7 separate regions of the Mus musculus genome follow, and all the other regions are linked to region 1. A link is a contact called in public HiChIP or PLAC-seq and promoter capture Hi-C data. All regions are on one chromosome and are shown on one strand. Each heading gives the region's core, a stretch centred on a gene start, on an enhancer-like site or on the middle of the called end of the contact. The rest is flanking DNA. Distances are from core to core; before and after follow the strand shown. Region 1 holds the start of 4930581F22Rik (RIKEN cDNA 4930581F22 gene). Region 2 holds the start of Kcnj5 (potassium inwardly-rectifying channel, subfamily J, member 5). Region 3 overlaps Fli1 (Friend leukemia integration 1). Region 4 holds the start of Fli1 (Friend leukemia integration 1). Region 5 has its middle 26 kb from the start of Fli1. Region 6 has its middle 15 kb from the start of Gm31871. Region 7 holds the start of Ets1 (E26 avian leukemia oncogene 1, 5' domain).

Region 1 (2,664 bases), core at 46-2,545:
TAATTCAGATGGAAACAGCCGGAATGGAAGAAGCTGGAGGCCACCTCTTCGTTTTGTTGTGAATTGGAGAGTCCCAACACATGAGACCTCCAGCTTCCCCTGACGATGACTTTAAACTCCGTTAAAACCCTGGGCACTTACTGTCAGTTATTCACATCTTACTTACACTTAGTCACATCCTGTGCCGCCTGTTTCTTGATGGGAGTCCAGCACAACACCCGCCACCCCTTCTCTGCAACTAGATAGCAAGCTTCCGGGGGAAGGGGGACTGGATCTAATACTTTCCTTGTAGCCCCAGGGTGCTCAAGCTAGGAACTGGGTAACACTGTGCTGACTCCTGAAATGGACAGTCCTGCAGGGTGGTTTCTGCACTGTTTGCAGTCCAGGCAATTCTAGAGCCCACGGCATCAGGGTTAAAGGCTTGAAGGGGTTTCCTCTGGAGACAGGATGCCTGGCGCCTTCAGCAAGAACGGAAACTGAGAAGTTATCCAAGGCTAAGAGAGGGTATGCAAAGGAGGAAGAGCTAAGGGAGCAGTTTGGGGCGCATAGGCCGGCCTGGGGCAGAGAAAAGGCTCGTCAATTTAGGTCACCTGACTGCCATGAGGGCATGGGAGGATATTGGAAGGATGGACTTCTATTCCTGTTCTTGAGTTTCTGTAGAGAGAAAAGGATACTTTTTTTTTTTTTAACCGCGCGGGGACAGCAAAGAAGCCTTTCTTGGTTATTGTTTCCAGGAGAGCGTGGGATCAGTGCTAGAGGCAACGTTGGGCATACTCATCTTGGAGCCATTCACAGGCAGCGCTTGCCCTGGGTTTGCCCTCACCCGATCCAGCCTCCCGCACCCCGGCCGTCTCTCTCCAGGCCAGGGAGGCCTCCAGGCCAACCCCAGTCTCCCCGCGGCCTCACACCCTCGCCCTCCTTCCTCTGCGCCCTCCCTCCCTCCTTACTCCCTCCTTTCTCTGCGTCCTCCCTCCTTCGGCGCGCCCTCCCTCCTCGATGCCCTCCCTCCCTTCTTAGCTCCCTCCTTTCTCCGCGCCCTCCCTCTCTCGGTGCGCCCTCCCTCCAGCGCGGCGTTCGCGGCTGTCGGCTTCCCGACCGTGTGCGCAAGCGTGTCCGGCCCCTTCCCCGCCCCCCGCCCCCCGCCCAAGCCCTGGCCCCCGCCTCCCCTTCAGGCGGACTTGCCCGCTCCCAGGCCGGCCCCGCTCCCGGGACAGGGACCGGGCCGAGCGGAGCCACTGCGCCAGTGCTGCCCCGCCAGTCGGGGCGCCTAACGGATCGGAGCTGCGCGCGGATTTACCTCGCCCCGCCCCGCTCCACCCGCGAGGGTGAGTACGCGGCAGCCGGGCTCTGGGGCCCCGCGGCGGAGGGCGGGGAGTGACGGGGCTGCGAGGCTGCAGCCTCCCGCCACGGCTCGGAGAGGTGGTCGGGGGGCCCCGCACGTGGACGCCACGCTGCACGGGGTTGGTGTAGGGTGGCCACAGCCCTGGGGAGCTGGGTCCCTTGCTTGGACTAGATTTTCGCGGGAAGCCTGACTTGTCTCGCTCTCTAGGAGTGAGTGAGCAGGACAATCCTCCGGAAAGTTTCTAACCCCCAACCCTGTCGCTCTTGCGTCCTAGCTGAATGGGTGACTATCACCTCTAGCATCCTCCGAAGTCAGGACGTGTGGGCTGGCTTTGCTAGAGGTGACAAGTTTTGCAGGGTCTGCCTGTGTGCTGGAGTTGCAAGGTCGCTGAGGCAAAGCCCAAAGGTGGGCTTGCCAAATTGCAGGGTGGCTGTGTCCAGGGATTAGGGGGGGTCTTTGGGCCAACTGTGCTTCAAAGTTGCCTGGGTAATGGGCAGTGAGAAGGCCTAGGATAAGACTGAGAAGTTAACCTAGAGCTGGGGCAGAACCCTTGTCTATGTCTGTTCTAGGTGCCTCTCTGAGACCCTTGCTGGCTGAGACCTATGGGCAGCCCCGAGATGCCAACGTGTCTTGTACCACTGCCATTCCTCCCAGACCGAGGGGTAGACTTTCTGGTTTATGAGTCTGATCTACTCTGTTCTCTGTCCTCTAGGCTAGATCCTCCCCCCCCCCTCCCCCCGGTCAGGCTTAAAAGGCTAGTCTGGGTTTGAATAGTACCACAGTGATAGTTGTCTCTCACAAGGGGCACACACCAATACCACAGGGCAGGGTCAGTGCTACAGATCCCACTTGGCCCCTCCAGGCCTCTCTACCCAGGGGGTTGTAAACGAATTGATATGTGTAAGTATCAGGGGTACAGAGGGAATGTTGTGAGTTTGCTAGTGAAACACCATCCATAACCTTACTTTCCCAGGCACCCCTAGAGTGCTACCTAGGAGGTGCCAGTCACTTAGGGCCTCAGAAATAACTGGACATGTTTTGTTCTGTTGGGAGTTGGTCTGCAAACATCCTTTGAGAAAACTGACACCGCTCGGCTTCCTCAAACTTATTCTGCCTCTGCCCTACTCTGAGCATCCCCTATGGCCTGTCCTGTTGCATAGGGGAAGGCATCTTTGGCTGCTTACTGAACCCTGGGCCTCACCTCCCACTCATTTCACCCTCCTCAACACATCCGATCCCCCAGCCCCACTACAGCAAGCCAGGAGTTGGGCCAGTCCCCAAAGATTTCAAGGTGATGATGGAGATAAAGAGAGGTATGCAGG
Region 2 (2,664 bases), core at 113-2,612, 2.8 Mb after region 1:
ATGCTCAAAGCCAAGAACAGTCCACAAAAGAGGGAGAGTGGGGTTTGTGCCTGCAATGAGAAAGACCTAGGCTGGGGTAGAGACTAACAGTGGATTCCCAGAAGGAAGGATATTCAGACCCCCAGAGCAGCAGCCAATGTGGTCTGTACATGGAGGCTGTCACACAGAAAATGAAATACATTCAAGAGATCTATGCAGAGAAGTAGAAACAGAATAATGTACAACGGACTGGAAGGTGGGTGGAACCTTGAGGAAACACGGGGGTTCGGGGGCCGGGGGCCTTTTAATGCCATCATTGAAAAGCTTTTTCCTTCAACACATGTACATAGGACGTTGCAACAGAAATGACATTATAGTTTTAATATTTTACAAGAAGAACTTTTGGGAACAGAGAAGAAAGTAGAGAGTGGGAGGAAAGGCCAGCCCCCTTACCTGAAGATGGTTCAGGTCTCACTTGCCTTTCAAGGGAAGGCCATATCCATTTCAATGAATAGCCATTCCCACTCACCTATAGACTACCCTAAGCAGAATGCTCCAACAAAAGACCCACTTCCCTTCTCCCTTCTCTAGACTTTCCCCTTCAGTTATAATCAGGTCCCAGTCTCAAGAGCCAGACCCAGTAACAGCTTAAGGTCCCCCCCTAGACTGTGACTCCGGACTTCCAGGGGAATGTCCCCCACCTGCTGCATCTGGCTTCTTGATAGGCAGGGAAGTTCGGACAACAGCCCCCTCAAAGTGCCCAGAATGACTGAGCAGGTGTTCCCCCCTCCCCTTGCAAGGCTCTGAGCCTGAATTTTCTGCCCTAAGAGTTTCTTCTGTCTGCTCCTCCGCACCCTCTAAACACAGGCACGCGGGCGCTCACACACGTGCGGGGGCGCTTACACACGCGGGCGATCACACACACACATGTACACGTGAGCTTTCCCACATATTCACGGGAAGCTCTCACACACATCTGGTGGCGCAGGTCTCTGACCCTCGCTTAAGCGTGGCCAGAAGCACAGGAGCATCAACAAGGAGGTCTTGGAGGGAGGTGGCGAAGGGGGAGTAGTGGGCAGGAGAGTAGGGAGGAGGCTGCCCGCTCTCTCTGGCCCTGCGTCCGGCACCGGACTCCTTCCAAGTGACTGTGACCCCCGATACCAACAGCCCCCACCCATCTCCACCATATACCCCATTGTGCAAGCATTTCTCCCATTGCTGCCTTTCTTTGTGGTTCTCCTTTGCCTGTGGCCCTTTAAATCGCGTTCTATCCAGAGATTCAATTGTAGGGGGACAGAGGGAGGAGAACCCGGGAGGGGGGGCGGGGGGACGGGAGGAGATGGGGAGGGAGAAGAGAGGAGGGCGGAGAGGAGAGGGACAGCAGAGAGCCTCCCGCTGTTCTCTCTAGATAGAAGGGCGAGGCAGACCGGTGAAGGGGCGGGAGGTTTAGACGCCTCTGCTAGCTGGACCTGCGACACCAGAGTGGCTCGGGGCGTCTGCCCGTCCGTAGGCAATGCCTGAGGCTAGGGAATCCCCTGGAGAGCCCTGAGAGCCACCTGCACCGCCTTGGAAGGATCTCCAGAAGTTAGCCCCAAGGGTTCGGAGAAGCTCTCTGCGCTACAAGTAAGTTGTCTCCTTTCTCTCGCGTCCCTCCCCCAGCCCAGCGACTCCCCAAACCGGACCCTCACTAGGTGTCCTGTGGTTCTAAAAGAAGGCTTTCCCCTACCGGAGCCTGTCGGGTTGAGACAGGATGGGAACAAGATCCGGTGGTCCAAAGTTCAACAAACTGAAGCTGGCCTTAGCTGCCGGCCTCCCCAAGATGAGGAGTCCAGCCTCCCCAGGACCATAAACGCCCTGCTCCCAGAACCAGACCAGGATACCTGCGGGACTGAAACCTTCCATCTTTGGCTTGCTTGGCCAGGCCTTGGGAGGAGATAGAGAGAACCTTGCTCCCAGAAACAGCTTCAGGTGGGGGCAGAGATGGTCGGGTAGGGCGACCCCCTGGACTGTAGACTCTCTGCCCCAGCTGCTTTCTAATCTAACTGCTTTGCGGTACCAGTCTTCTCAGAATTGGTCACTACCTGTATGCTTTCCTTCTTTTGAAAACATTTCTGCAATTGTTCAAAAGAAGGGTTAAAGATAAAAGGTGGAGGAAGACAAGCTATAGCATTTTCCTGATGGTGGCTCTCCTTGGAGATCTGCTCTGTAGCACCTGATTCTGCCAGGGCCTCCTTTAAACGCAAGGGCAGGCCACTAGGAGGGGGGTTTCTAGCCTGGGACTGTGGAGCAGTGTTCAGTGTTGGCTTCTCGAAATTTCATGGGCTATTCCCAAAAGGCAGTGGAGACTCTAGCCTGCCCAGCATCCATACCAAGATCCCGGGGCGCTATCGAGGGGAACCTTTCAAACACCAGGCAAACAGTGGGAATGCAAATGCTCACTGTGACTCTTCTCAGTTAAACGGAGACTAGCAAGCCTGTCCCACAGCACAGAAATGGCAGCTCTGAGAGGGTGAGTAACTGAGATTACAACGGGAGAGTCTCCACAGTATCTGACTCCAAAGTGTAGCTATTCTTTCTCCTAAGCAAGCTGCCTGGGCCACCGAGCATGGGAATCCCTGCGGAGAAGCAGGGGACAGCAGCTAATATTTACAGAACCGGGGTGTTGAGCTGGAACGGGGTCCTGGG
Region 3 (2,664 bases), core at 62-2,561, 2.6 Mb after region 1:
ACAACTGAGGACTCAGCCATCAGGACCATTCTGCTTAATCAAAACTTGCCTGCAAGTCACCTATCATCTTTATGTATACATGTATGACCATCTACCATCTATATGTGTATATATAAAACCATCTACCATCTATGGATATGTGTGTGACCGTCTACCATGTTTATGGATATATATGTGACTGTAAGATGTTTCTTGGGTTAGGTTCTCACAGCAGCACATTGAACACGAACTGGGAGGGATGAGTGAGAATAGCCAAGGTCTACCATTGTGCGTCTCATCGTAGCCTTCCATTGTGACACCCTTTACCTGTAGTTTGCTGCTATTGTAGCATAATTTTCAGAGAACTTATTTAGAAGCTGGCTCACATGGGACCAGGCACTCTCTTTGTCTCCTTTGCGTTCCATTCTCCTGCTTTGGGTGACATTGCAGAAACGATGCTTGTTCAAGAGCCCATAATTGATCAGAAATCAGAGCTTCAGACTGCCCAGTGCTCTTTCCATGTACACTTATCTTCAGCATCTGCATCTTGTCAATATTCTCCCCCAAGAAATAACATGAAACCAGTGCATTGAAATATGGGGCAGCCAAAGTTCGTACTCAAGGTCGTAAAGTTCAGAAAATCCTCCGTCTGACTACATTCACGGGTGCTAAGGCTTTAGAAGTGCTTCCAGGTGGCCCACTGAAGTTCAAGGCCATTCTCACTGCTAATTAGCTAATTGCCAAGCCCTTGCATGGGGTAGAATGAATAGAAACCATCTTGATAGCTACAAAGAACTGGTTTGTACTCCTGGCATGCCACTTTAAGTTGTATGGTGTTAAGGATGCCATACATCCTAAACCAGGCGCTGACTTAGGCACTGTCTGTCCTGTATGCATTAGAACTATCATGATAGCCAGACAATGCCAAGACTGTAAAAGCACTTTGGACACGATAGCAATAAAATGCTGGCTATATAGTTGTTGTCAATGTTTGGCTCTTTCATATTTTTTTAAGTCAGAACTGAAAAGATTTCATCCACTGATGTTCATATAGAAGACCAAAAAAATGAGAAAACACTATGAAAGAAACATAAACAGAAAACAACAGTAACCAAAGCAAAGCTTTTACAGTATCATGCTCTAGAGTCCTGACTGACATGATCTGTGCTGGGCTTTCCAGTGTGCAAACTGAAACAAAAGAAAAGAAAGAGGCAGCAGCCAGTGCGACTTGGTTTCACATTTTCCCTTTGGTTTTCTGATTATAGTCTCCCCTGCTTGCAAGTGCAGCGAGAACCTCAAAAGATCTTGTTTGCTGCGGATAAGCACCAACTCAATGCTTATCAGCCTTTATCTGCTGCAAACTCACTCTCTGGAGGCTTCAAAGGCAGGGGAGAGCGCATCGCCTAGCTCTGAGAGATGTACCCGCTTCTGCTGGGTTTCAGCTACAGGTGTAGCCCATGCAAACCTTATCCTACTTCTCCCCAACTAGAGCCATTTGCTCCCATCCAGGGAGAAGGACGATGTGGCAGCTTGGCTTTAAGTGTGGGGATGGGTGGAGGAGAGAAGCACGCAGGAAGGTTGAGATAGTATGTAAAGTAGGGGAGGGAAAGGCAGGCTGCCTACCCACTGTTACTTCTCACATGCGCACACCACACCACACACACACACACACACACACACACACACACACACACACACACTCCTGCTCACTGCTCACCTTCCCCTCTCTCTTTGGCTCACCCACCCCCTCTCTAGTCCACTGTTTTCTGGTAGAGAGGGACAGGAGATGGGAGGGGGAAGGAGGGGATGGGGGAAGGGGAGCCAGCATTTTATTAGGCTGTTGAATTTGATTTATTGGGGTGGGGGGTGATCCTTCGTTTTCTTGCCACACAGGTTACTCTCAAAGTGAAAACTCTATTTTACTTTGAAAAAAAAATGAGAAAGTGCCTCCAGTTATGAATGGAGCTCTTTGTTTCCTTCCAGATCGACAAGACAGACTGTTTGGTTCCTGTCTGTTCGCTCGCAAAGGAGTGCAGGGGCCTGGGAGACAGATGTGGCCTTAATTGCATGGGAATATTAGAAGATCGTTAAGCCATTTTGACAGGATTTTCCTCTTGCTGAAGGAACTGAGGGCCTTGGCTGAGCCACAGCCAGCTCCTTCCCTCTGGCTGGGCCTCTCACCCCTACCTGTGAGGGAACAGGACTGTTGACTCATAAAGGAGCAGATGACTCCTTGTCTCCAACTCCAGCTTTGTGTCTGCATCTCATACATGCACCGACCAACCTCCTAAGAAAACTGGGACCTGTCTGTAGTGGGGGTGGGAAGAAAAGCTGGCTTTTGAAATTGTGGCACACAGATGTTCTCTGATTTGAAATGGAATCGCGTCCCTGCGAACCCATTGGAAGTCTGCAGTGCTCTGTAATGCCTCTAAACTATAGGGTCGTGCAGCACTGTCCCCTACAGAGAGTCCATTAGTTCCCTACTGCTCATGGGGCTTACTAGCAGCTCTGGTTCCTTGCTCCTGCTAGCATCTTGAGAGAGGATTGCACCAACTACTCCTAGCCCTGAAGTAAATCAAAATTGCAAGTGTTTTTTTTTTCCCCCACAAAATGTGTGTGGACTTCTCATTACGGAAAAGTAGCCCACTCTGATTGAGGAGCTTCTGCTTAGGAATGTACCACGTG
Region 4 (2,664 bases), core at 103-2,602, 2.6 Mb after region 1:
CCTTTCCAATTTATTCGGATCTGCTCTGGAATTTTTCCCCTCTTTTCCCGGGAGGACTCTTAAATAATAGTGAGAAAGTCCACAGCGTGGTCTGAAGAGCGTGGAAAAAGGTAACCTGTTTTCAAAGTCTGGGAGATGGGAGTCAGGCCGCCAGCGCCGATACCCCAGAGAAGCCTTAACAAGAGAGCTCCTGGGTCCAGCAGGGGAGGCGCGGGGGATAGCAGAAAGAACCGAGCCGGTAAAGCGGGCCACGCCGCTGGTTGGGAATGACAGTCCCTAGCTTGGACCCTTAGACTGCCCGTTCTCATCCAAGGTGGGGTCTCTGCTGAGCCGCGGCTCGCCGCGCTCCTGGGTCCTGCTGCGTAGTGTGGAGGGCAAGCTCGCCCTGGTGTCAGTTCCTTGGGGGCTGCGATGGTATTGAAGAACTTGGGCCGTCGGGTCCTGATAGGTGAGAGAATTTAACTCAAAAAGCCTAGGTTGTGGCTGGTCTACCTCCTTAGCGGGCTGTGGAGCCCGGAGTCGAGGCGCGCCAAAGCATGGGCATCTCTCTGCTAACAAAGCTTGAGGTATTGAGCCCTTGACAGGTCAGGTCCGCGGGACCCAGAATTCGCTTTGAGCCTATCCGGAGACCAGCGCTTAGATGCAAAAACTCTCTTCGGCTCCTCTCTTTCTTTCTTTCTTTCTTTCTTTCTTTCTTTCTTTCTTTCTTTCTTTCTTTCTTTCTTCCTTCCTTCCTTCCTTCCTTCCTTCCTTCCTTCCTTCCTTCCTTCCTTTTTAAAAATAGTAGGTTTGCCTTGATCTGCATCCGAATCTCCCCTGGCGGTCAGCATCGCCAGGTTATCCCCTGTTCTAACAAACTCTTCCGCCGTCTTCCTCCCATCCCCAAAAAAGTTTGACTCCGGCTGGAAAAAGCATTAATGAATGTATCTGTGGGAAGAAACGGAAAGTGAATGAGTCAGGAGGGCCACCTTCGGCCAAAGGCCCAAGGGAAAGGAAAGAGGCCAGAGGCGTTTGGCTTTGGATTTGGGGGGAAGGTGATGGGGGAGTTGCAGACTTCAGGAATCAGGGAGCGGATACTGGGCGTGGACCCCGTCATTGTTCCTGGCCAGCTCTTATCTCCCAGGAGCAAGTATCCTGTGTGCGCAGTGCATGAATGTAACTGGGCATCCCGCGTATATTTATATAGCGAGTGATGCGAAAAGCAGGGCGAGGAGAGGACGAGGGGGTGTGGGGGAGGGAAGACAAGAGAGAGCAGAGAGTGGAGAGGGCGAGATGAGAGAGAGAGAGAGAGAGAGAGAGAGAGAGAGAGAGAGAGAGAGAGAGAGAGAGATAGGACTTCCTCCCCGATCGCAAAGTGAAGTCACTTCCCAAAATTAGCTGAAAAAAAGTTTCATCCGGTTAACTGTCTCTTTTTCGATCCGCTACAACAACAAACGTGCACAGGGGAGCGAGGGCAGGGCGCTCGCAGGGGGCACTCAGAGAGGGCCCAGGGCGCCAAAGAGGCCGCGCCGGGCTAATCTGAAGGGGCTACGAGGTCAGGCTGTAACCGGGTCAATGTGTGGAATATTGGGGGGCTCGGCTGCAGACTTGGCCAAATGGACGGGACTATTAAGGTAAGCGGCTGGGCAGTGGGCGCGGGGAGAGGGCCGACCGGGGCGGCGGGAGGGCTGGGCGCCGGGGTCCCGGAAGACGTGGCCGCTCTCCCTTCCTTCCGCGCCCCGGCTTCGCGCGGTCTCCTCCGGGTGGCGAGTCCCCCATTCCGAGGAGGCCGGCCAGCCTTCCCGCCCAGGGCGATCTACCCCTCACTCCTTGCGCCACTGTGGAATCCCGCAGGCTCCCACTGTGCCGCCCGAAGGGGCTGCGAGACCCGGCAGCTGAAACCTGGGGACCCGGGGCGCGGAGCAGAGTCTCGGGCGGGAGATCGCCGGGTCGGTTCCCACCCGGCACCCAGACGACCTGGCCCCGGCGCCAGGCACTAGTCTGGCGGCCAGCTTCCTCACGCCAGAGGCCGAGATCTGCGCGGGCAGGAGCAGCGTTCGCCTCTGGCTGGGGTCCCCCGACCCTCCGAGCGAGTTGGAGGAGTAGTTGCGGGAGGGCAAGGGGTGCAAGGGAGGGTGTCTGAGGATCCGGCTGAGCCGGCGGGTCCAGATGGAAGACCCTGTTTACTTGTCAGCCAGACCGGTTTCTCTTCCCCCCTTCTCACTGCTGCTGCCCGGCAGTTGCGGACGCCGGCTGCCTGGAGCTAACGGGCCCGCCTCGCAGTTCCTCGGGTTAGGAATCTCCTTGCTCTCCGGCTCCTCAGTGCCTCAGATCCCGCACACTGTGCGTGCGCCTGCTTTAGAGCAAGGGATCCAGGAGCTGTCCTCTCAGTAAGAATTAAACTCCTTCAACAGCTGTCCCCCTGCGGTGGCTGGTTCAGAGTCTATGGCCTGGGGCTTGCCGATTGCACCCCCACCCCCACCCGCCACCCGCGCCGGCCCAGCTTGGGTCTAGGTTGCAAAGTGCAGACCAGCAGACCTGTGAGTCTGGGTTCCCTGTCACGCTTCAGAAAGGCCGAGTGCTCCCTCCGAAAGGGGGAAGTAGGGCCAGGAGCAGAGACGAGGGACACCCCCTAACGTGACTAGCCTAAGAGGACTTAGGAGAATGAATGAGAGCAGACGTTAG
Region 5 (2,664 bases), core at 66-2,565, 2.5 Mb after region 1:
AAGTGATGTAATGCTATTTTAACTACAAATATATTTTAAAAATACAATCAACCATGAAGGGCCAATTATCAAAAAGATTAAAACATAATACTTTTTAAAAAAAGCACTGTCGAAAAAATGGAAAGATACAAATACAAATGGATATGCCAAAGGTTGGCAAGAGACAGTCAAATGGATTGTTTTTATCAGTTTTAAATGGTTTGCCTTATTTTAAAATAGAGATTGCACTCTACTGCGACACAGTGTTGCCTTGCACAGTCTTGGTAACAGTGAATCTCCACTAGCTGCTAATCTGCTTGAAGGACAGGTGAGGTTTGGAGACTCACCCACAAAGGTGCTTGGCCCACAATAGTCTCTCATATCCACAGAGGAATTAGTGAAAATGGGACTTGATGGGGCCGGAGCACCTAAGATGCAGCACAGCTGTGTTTCTCTTTCTCTCTGTTCTCTTTGACATGATGACGTTGCTCTTAGTTATTCCCAATGAGGCTGGATTTCATAATTTAGATGTAGAGGAAAACCATAAATGTCAACTTCCTGTGTGGATGCGCGTGTGCATGTGTGCGTGCATGAGTGTGTGCATGCATGCATGTGTGTGAGTGCATGCATGAGTGTATGTGTGTGCATGAGCATGCATTCGTGTGTGTGTGTGTGTGTGTGTGTGTGTGTGTGTGTGTGTGTGTGTGTGTTTGAGGGGTTACTTTCTTTTTAAGTGCATGGGAGTGAAGTGAACACCAAGCAGTCTGAATTGCACACAGCTTGCCTGTCCCCAGTGGTAGTTTGCCGAAAACCCAAGGAAACCAGACCTTAAAGTAAGAGGAAAATCTCCAGTGGAGAATGTGGGTCAGTGAAATGAGGTAGAGAAGCAAAGAATTGAGCCCGTCACACAAGAGACATGCTGGCCAGAACAAAGGAGAGGCAGGCCACCGTTTCCCTGCAGATGGCCTCCAGAACATCAGAGCCCAAATAGACCTGGACGTTCTTAGAAAATTGAGATGTCCCTTTTAAAAAATGATCTCTGCAGTTATCACTGGGGCAGCTCACTCCTTGAGGGCCGTTAACCTTCTGCCCTTCATCCCTAACCTTGAGATCCCGAGGGCATCTGTCTAAGAGACTGGCTTCCAGAGGGGGGTCAGCGTTCCTCTCTTAAGAGCCCCCAGAGCAAATGACTGAACAGATTAGGGTGGGTTAGACAGATAACAGCTCAGACCTTTTTACAAGCCCAGTTTTCACTCCACACTCCAATTCCCTTCTGTGCCCCACCGTCTCTCCCAGCCCAATGGCTGGATAGGATTACCGAAATATCTCTGCGCCAGCCAAGTACGTGGAACTGTGCAAAGCCAGATGTTCTTGTAACCCTGTTTTACTGAGTTATTTATATCCATATAATATTTGACATTTCCTGTGTTGTTAAAGAGTTGGGGGCCTTTGACATATTTTTTAAAAGGACAGGGCCGACTTTTTAGTTTTTTTTTCTTTGATGCCCAGCACCAGAAATAAGTATTATGGAGAGGGTCTGTAAACAGAAGCCCAGATACCTAAAGTCTACCTTAGTTTAATGCCTTTCATCTTAAGTGATCTTCAAGAACATAAAGATGCTGAAACCCCCTAGACAGAGCATATGAATTAATCGCCCCCTCCCCGCCCCCAATAATAGGATATATACTCCTGAGCCTACAACAAGCTATCCAGTATACAAAGGAAACCTTTTTTTAATAAATATGGGAAACATAATCTGAATTTCTGGAGCTAAACTTTATGGACACCTGATACATAAGCAATGCCATCTCTCCAAACTTGGCAGATATGGAAAGGGCTGGTTAAAAATTCTTCAGCCTTAGTAAAATATTAGCTGGCAGAATTTTCTGACTAAATGAAATAATGGAAACTTTATAGAGTTAAAAGTATTTGGTGGATCCCGTGGGGTGGTGATCATCCAAACAGTGAGGGATAGTTGATATTATACATAGTTATCATTCTGCTTTCTTTGTTGTAAAAATCCATTCACACACACACACACACACACACACACACACACACACACAACCACTCCTTTTAATGTTTGAGATAAAACAAAACAAACAAATGAACAAAAAAACAAAACAAAAACAAGACAAAACAAGCTTTCCCCTAAAGAGGATGCAACAAAGAGAGAGGTTCTAGTTTATCTCCAGTTCTCAGTTAGTCTGTTCACTCAGCACAGGCTTCAGTGGGCAGCACAGGAAGATAGGACATACAGAGAACTCTCCCATCTCCAGAGTTGCCTTAGAACATCTTTTAAAAAGTAAGCAACCTCTTTTTGTTAGACGTTGTTGGACACACCCCCCCCCCCATGAATGTTCTTTTTAAGTTGAAGGGTTGTGCACATATGACTGTCAAGGGAAACCTCCGAAACACACAGTCTTCTCTTCTGCTCTTGCTTACCCTCTCCACTCTGAGGCTAAGGCCGTCCTGACAAACCAACTTCTGTCTGCTGCTTTACCAAAACAAGATGTTACAGCCTGCTGACTAACCTGAGCACAGAGAGCCCACCCACTGCAAAGCAGTCCAAATTCTGGCAAATCTTCTAAACTGTGCTAAATCCCAAACAATATTCAAACAATGGACCAGAGCCTCTCGCAACCGATGGGAGAAGAGCGTTCGGGCACTGGCTTGCTCAACCCT
Region 6 (2,664 bases), core at 74-2,573, 2.5 Mb after region 1:
GCCCACGCAAGGGAATGTGCTTCCATGGACTTTGCCAGGTGTGGGAGTGGGATGGGGAGGAATAGGCAAGTCCCAGGACCAGGCACTGAGGCCTTCAGAGGCCCTTAAGAGAGTAAGGAAACCTTAATGGAGTTTGAAGCATCCCTGAATTTGGCTTGCTTAGGTCTCAGTGAGAAGAGGAGGCAGCTATGATGGCCAGGAAGGGGAGGCAGATCCTAAGCAGCCACCCCTACACACTTATACAAACACCCACACTTGCATTTAGTCAAACATGGTGACCTAGGCTCCTTTAACTAACTCTGAAGTTGTAAGCGAATCAAATTCTCTGAGACCTGAGTTCCTTCAAAAACAGCCAAGTGCGTATTTCAGTGATAGCTCTTTCATAGGACAACTGCGAAGATCAAATAAGAAATAAACCAAAGTGATTCCCACGTACTTGACCAATATTTACATTACATCAGTTCCCTGTGGCCAATGGGAGGTCCTAGGAAGACCTCATCCTTCCCCCAAGAACAAGCAAATGAGTAAACCTCTTAAATGAGGAAATCAGTCAAGGTCATGAGGACCTGGAGAGTAAGCCTGAGATGGCATATGAGCCAATCCTGGGCTACACCCAAGAGTCCTTAGGCTATGACATCTGAACCTCAACTAAGAATGGAGTCTGTCCTAGTTTCCTCTCTGTTTCTGGAATAAAATATCATCACCAGAAGCAACTGTAGGGAGGGAAGTTTCAGATCACACTCCATCATTGGAAGGCAAGGCAGAGACTCAACAAAGCCAGCTTGCTCTTGCACACAGCAATACCTCCAACCAAGGAACTTAGGTTGCCACTGAAGACATAGAACAGGAACTATGGAGGGGAACGCTTTCTACATGGCTCACTGGCCAGCTTATGCTCTGCTAACTTTCTTATACAATTCAAAGCCACCTGCCTAAGAATGGTACCACTCACCGTGGGCTGGGCCTACTATATCCATTAACAATGAAGACAACCGCACCCCTCCCCCAGACTAATCTGACCTAGACAATTCCTCAGCAGAGTTTTCTTCCTAGGTGACTGTAGGTTTTGTCAAGTTGACAGTTAAAGCTAACCAGGACAGGGTTGTGTGTTAACAGTTGGGCCCACTACAGGGCACCTGTGGTGTGACATCAGACTCTGAGACTCAAAAGAAAAAGTCCTTGTCCTGGTGAAGGAAGAAAAAGGTCAGTAAACTGAGAGTATGCCAAAGGCTGCAGGTGTCACTCTGGGTAACAGAGGGGAGATGTACAGATAGGCAGGCTGGGCAGGGACAGGCAGAGCAACGCCCTCTGAGGAGGAAACCTTTCCAGAAAAGAAAGCTGAGCCTGCACGTTCACTCTGGTTTCCGTGACAGGAGACCAAGCACAGAGACAGGACGACTGAGAAGGATGCCGTTGTGGAAGTCCAAGTGAGACTCAGAGGTGGTTTACCCAGGAGGAAGCAACACGGGGTAAATTCAAGCGGAAACAGGCCTTGCTGGCATTATGGGGGCTGCAGGTACCGAGATGTCAAACAGACAGACTCCACACCAGACATGTGGAAGCAAGATGGTGGTGTGAGGGAGATGAGGGAAAAGGGTTGTATGGCTCAGGCCAGACTTGTGTATGGCCATATGATCCCACGGTGCCTTTTTCTCGGTCTTCTGAGAGCCTGGAATCACCAGGGAGTTTGAACCAGAGATAGAGGAGTAGCCTAACACCTTAGAAATGCTACTTAAAGTCACAAGCCAGGCAGAGAGCTCTGAGAGACGAAGGGAAAAAACAGAGGGTCAAAGATGCTGCATGGGAAGAAGACAGGAAGGCCCACATGAAGAAGGCCTAGTCTGCTGGCCGGCCTGCATTCCCACCCACTTAAGAAACTGAGGCAGAGGTTTTTAAGTTCAAGACCTGCCTTCTACAGAACAAGTTTAAAGTGAGACCAGGCAACTGAAGGAGACCCTGTCTCAAAACTGAACAAACGAGTAATAAATAATTTAAATTCTTTATATTTATTTTATGCATGTGTTTTGCCTGAATGTGTGTGTCTATCACATTGAGGCCAGAGATGGTGTCTGAAACCCTGGAAATGGAGCTAAGTTGTAAACTGCTACGTGGGTGTTGGGAACCAAGTTTTCTGCAGTAGTATTAAGGGCTCTTACCCTCAGAACCGTCTTCTAAATAATTTTCTTAAAAGAAACTAAGTTCTCGGAATGTAGCTCAGTGGTAGAATACTTGACCAGAATATGTAAAACCTTTCCAATCCCTACGGAGGTGGAGGGAGCCCTAAGTACTGGGTATTGGCTTCTTGTTACAGAAGAATCCAAAGAGAGATCCAACAGGTTGCCAAAAGCCTGGAACTCCTAAAAGGTCCTCTGCTTCTAGAAGGACCCTCCCCACCCCAAGCCTGAAATCTCTGCCTGGAGTCCCTCCTGGGAGAAAGCACCAAAGGTTGTTGGAGAACACTGTTCGAGAACACTGTTGGAGAACACTGGCTCCATGCAGCCACCACCTGTGGATTCTCAAATGCATTGAAAGGCAAAGGAAGGCCCTAACCTCCGAAAGTGGAGGAAAACCCTACAATAAAGGGACTTTACAACAGGGTGAGCTTGAAATGAATAGTGGGGCCCGGGGGGTGGTGGGGAACCAGAGGATAAGGACAACCCTTCC
Region 7 (2,664 bases), core at 90-2,589, 2.5 Mb after region 1:
TGGTGGGCTGGTGCCTGCTGTTTGTTATTGCACTACTGATGGCTAAGTATAGAAGTTGTCGATTTACAATTAAAGCAGTGTGCTTCAAATATTAATATTAATAACTACAATGCCTGGACACATGAAAAGACCTTTTCATCTTCAAAGCACTTCTCACGAATTAACCCCTTACAGCTCTCTGGCCTGGGTTCTGGAACCGCAGGTAAATCAGAGCCATAGAGGCCACCAGCTGCCCCACGAGGACCGAGCCTGCCAAACCAAAGTCTTTCTTGCTAGATAAAAAAGGCGGTGAGGTAATCCAGACCCCAGCTGATGAAAGAGTTAAAGTGTCGGGTAATTTTACAAATCAAACAAAGTGGCCAGAGGTACATTTCAGGATCTGGATTTCCTGTTGTTTCCCACCCAGTTCCATGCAGCGATACAAAGTAGGAAGGAAAAGGGCTTCGGGATGAGAGAAGAGAAGAAAAAAAAAAAAAAAAGAAAAAAGAAAAAACCCAGAAGGGAACCTTACAATGGAATGTCATGATCTTGCCACCCAGCATCTTTGCACAGTTCACTCACAGAAAAGTCAACTTTGAAAGGTGATAGAAGACAACCTTACAGTAACAAGAAGCCTCCATCCCTTGCAAAGGGGAATTGCAGTCCCAACTCCAGCCTCCCCCGGGATAGCAGTACAGTTTGGGGGAAGAAAGTCCCTCGGACCTGGAGACACCCCCACAACCAATGACCCACAGAGCCTGACAAAGAATTGGTGAGCTCTTGTATGACTTAAGTCTCGAAGTAGAAGAAGTGATAGGCTGGCTTTTCAGAAGGTCTTGGCCAGTAGCAATTTCCCCTCTACGAAAGCAGTTCATTAAGTTGCTGGTAAGAGGTGGGGCAGAGCAGATAGTAGACTTCACTAAGAATGAAAAAAAAATAAGAAAGAAATTTTCTAAGCAAAACTACAGTTTTATTTAAAGGGTTTGCAAGGGGTATTCAGAATTGTGATATGCCATTTGCAAGGATCAACAATGTGTGCTGGGGGGGGGGGGAGGTGGAAGGTGACAAGAGTCTTGATGTTTAAGCTTATCTAATGAGAGCAGGAAATAGTTTTCAAAAATATTGTTAAACAATGGGATATGTGAAAAGGCAAAGACGGAAAAAAAAAGAAGAGAAACAGCTGCATCCTGAAAGTTTCACAATTTACCCTTTAATTCGTAAAATTTGGGGGTGGTGGGAGGAAAAGTGAAAAGAAAGTTTCCGACAGAAACTCAGCTCTCACTTACTAATTTGCTGCAGAGACGGGTGAGGAATGGAGTGAGCTTCACCGAAGGTCTGCGGCTCTTTCCAGCTACTACCTGCGGGGAATCCTTGGCTCCCGGGCTAAAGAGGATGCAGAGACCATAATACTCCTAATAGAGCTGCCTCCTGAAATGGGGGGTGTGGTCAAGCTAGGGAAGCAGAAGAGGCGGTATTCAGCCAGGCTCTGGCACCAAGGCAGTGGTCTCCAGGGCAGGCACTGTGATCTAAAGGGGAGCTGTTTGTGGCAGCGCTAAATTACACCTGATTAGTTTTATCCTTCTACTGATACTTCAACTAAATATTACTGATCCGGGGCAAAGTGCACAAGGGGCAGGGAGGGAGAGAGCAAGGGGGGAGGGAGAGAGGGAGAGAGAGACAGAGAGAAGAAGGGAGGGAGGGAGGGAGGGAGAGACAGAGACACTTGGCATGCACCAGATTGGTGCTCTACTGGACATGTGACTACTTCTGCCCCACATGGCTTGACTTTCTCAGTGAAACTGTGTTCATTTAGCCTAGGCCTTGAATCATGGGGCAGAGGGTCCTGTAAAACCACTCAGGGGGCTGTCTCTAGCAGGATGCCTGACACCCACTCACCTACTTAGGTTTCTTGTGACTCTTTATTAACCTGATGTGTGAAGTATGCCTTGTTCATATTGGGCCTGCCATGAGAAACACCACAGTGTATTTCTTCGTGAATAAGAAGATTTTGGCTCAGATCGCATCAGATGATCTCACCGGTCTCCACTCACTAGCGTGGATTAAATTGTTGTCATGTTTCCCTGACTGCATGCAGAGGGGGAGACGGCCAAAAGCAAAGGTGGAGGTTCCAAAAAGTAAGGCATCTCTTCTAAGCATTGTTCCAGGTGATCTGGCCATCGATGAACATTAGTGGATTTCATTTGTCCATGATGTAGTGATTAAAAGGAAGAAATATCCATAAATGTCTCTTTTTAACAAAGCATACGCAATATGAAAGTTTTAAGCAACTCTAGGCAAACATACACAATATCACTTCTTCACTTAAGGGCATGACGATAATGTTACAGTGAAATCTCATTTCTATGAATAGGGGAAAATTGGAAAAGTTTATATTGCTTGCAGTTCCAAGACTTTTGCCCTAAGATTCCATTGATGTTGAGTAATGGATGAGTCAATTGCTTCCTTCCCTTCTTAATGAAGACACAACTACTCCACTTGAAATTCCACAAAGACCCAAAATGTCATTCAGAAAATCATCATGTTTATCCATCGCTGGTAGCTTGCAGCTCACACAGGAACTAATGCCCGTGTTCCCCTCCTGTGTATTAACACGATGTAGATAAAAGCTGTCTTTTCCTATTGGCTCAGTCCACTTAGTTTAACCAATGTCGGCACCAAGAACTG

The links. Promoter capture Hi-C pulls out the DNA fragments that hold promoters and counts their contacts. HiChIP or PLAC-seq counts read pairs in DNA pulled down with a chosen protein or histone mark.
Region 2: an H3K27ac HiChIP or PLAC-seq map of embryonic stem cells shows a contact between it and region 1, with 9 times the contacts expected there. The contact joins the promoter of Kcnj5 here to the promoter of 4930581F22Rik in region 1. A contact is called at or near these places in 2 of 39 promoter capture datasets (hippocampal neurons and stem cell-derived epiblast-like cells) and 1 of 115 datasets of contacts at active chromatin or transcription factors (embryonic stem cells).
Region 3: a promoter capture Hi-C map of pre-B cells shows a contact between it and region 1, with 5 times the contacts expected there. The contact joins the enhancer-like site here to the promoter of 4930581F22Rik in region 1. A contact is called at or near these places in 3 of 39 promoter capture datasets (cranial neural crest, pre-B cells and stem cell-derived epiblast-like cells) and 3 of 115 datasets of contacts at active chromatin or transcription factors (embryonic forebrain, embryonic stem cells and large pre-B cells).
Region 4: a contact with region 1 is called in a promoter capture Hi-C map of embryonic stem cells, with 11 read pairs. The contact joins the promoter of Fli1 here to the promoter of 4930581F22Rik in region 1. A contact is called at or near these places in 7 of 39 promoter capture datasets (cranial neural crest, embryonic stem cells, hippocampal neurons and 1 more), 4 of 484 Hi-C or Micro-C datasets (all in embryonic stem cells), 6 of 115 datasets of contacts at active chromatin or transcription factors (embryonic forebrain, embryonic stem cells and stem cell-derived neural progenitor cells) and 1 of 9 other capture datasets (embryonic stem cells).
Region 5: a contact with region 1 is called in an H3K27ac HiChIP or PLAC-seq map of embryonic stem cells, with 11 times the contacts expected there. The contact joins the enhancer-like site here to the promoter of 4930581F22Rik in region 1. A contact is called at or near these places in 2 of 39 promoter capture datasets (cranial neural crest and pre-B cells) and 4 of 115 datasets of contacts at active chromatin or transcription factors (embryonic forebrain, embryonic stem cells, pro-B cells and 1 more).
Region 6: a contact with region 1 is called in an H3K27ac HiChIP or PLAC-seq map of large pre-B cells, with 4 times the contacts expected there. The contact joins the enhancer-like site here to the promoter of 4930581F22Rik in region 1. A contact is called at or near these places in 3 of 39 promoter capture datasets (the 3T3-L1 cell line, hippocampal neurons and pre-B cells) and 5 of 115 datasets of contacts at active chromatin or transcription factors (acute myeloid leukemia, astrocytes, embryonic forebrain and 2 more).
Region 7: an H3K4me3 HiChIP or PLAC-seq map of embryonic forebrain shows a contact between it and region 1, with 6 times the contacts expected there. The contact joins the promoter of Ets1 here to the promoter of 4930581F22Rik in region 1. A contact is called at or near these places in 1 of 39 promoter capture datasets (cranial neural crest) and 3 of 115 datasets of contacts at active chromatin or transcription factors (acute myeloid leukemia, embryonic forebrain and embryonic stem cells).

Annotation. Positions count from the first base shown.
Region 1 is chr9:35,115,359-35,118,022 of GRCm38.p6, reverse strand. It overlaps 4930581F22Rik (RIKEN cDNA 4930581F22 gene), which reads right to left and starts at 1,295. Exons shown (of 6, transcript NR_029475.1): 1 at 1,183-1,295; 2 at 1-654. It overlaps St3gal4 (ST3 beta-galactoside alpha-2,3-sialyltransferase 4), which reads left to right and starts at 1,159. Exons shown (of 11, transcript NM_009178.4): 1 at 1,159-1,325. LOC115487216 (a long non-coding RNA gene) reads left to right here. Exons shown (of 3, transcript XR_003948311.1): 3 at 735-823.
Region 2 is chr9:32,343,042-32,345,705 of GRCm38.p6, reverse strand. It overlaps Kcnj5 (potassium inwardly-rectifying channel, subfamily J, member 5), which reads left to right and starts at 1,362. Exons shown (of 4, transcript NM_010605.5): 1 at 1,362-1,602.
Region 3 is chr9:32,494,513-32,497,176 of GRCm38.p6, reverse strand. The region is part of intron 1 of Fli1 (Friend leukemia integration 1); the gene reads left to right. Among named protein-coding and RNA genes, the nearest start is that of Fli1, 46 kb to the left of the region's middle. Within about 2 kb of position 1,311, at least 56 of the 459 cell types and tissues checked have an H3K27ac peak or open chromatin away from gene starts, as enhancers often do.
Region 4 is chr9:32,540,140-32,542,803 of GRCm38.p6, reverse strand. It overlaps Fli1 (Friend leukemia integration 1), which reads left to right and starts at 1,352. Exons shown (of 9, transcript NM_008026.5): 1 at 1,352-1,613. The coding sequence starts at 1,596.
Region 5 is chr9:32,566,397-32,569,060 of GRCm38.p6, reverse strand. No RefSeq gene overlaps it. Among named protein-coding and RNA genes, the nearest start is that of Fli1, 26 kb to the right of the region's middle. Within about 2 kb of position 1,315, at least 8 of the 459 cell types and tissues checked have an H3K27ac peak or open chromatin away from gene starts, as enhancers often do.
Region 6 is chr9:32,607,685-32,610,348 of GRCm38.p6, reverse strand. No RefSeq gene overlaps it. Among named protein-coding and RNA genes, the nearest start is that of Gm31871, 15 kb to the right of the region's middle. Within about 2 kb of position 1,323, at least 40 of the 459 cell types and tissues checked have an H3K27ac peak or open chromatin away from gene starts, as enhancers often do. A contact at or near this core is called in pre-B cells, where this site is marked.
Region 7 is chr9:32,634,916-32,637,579 of GRCm38.p6, reverse strand. Ets1 (E26 avian leukemia oncogene 1, 5' domain) reads right to left here and starts at 1,339. Exons shown (of 10, transcript NM_001372534.1): 1 at 1,266-1,339.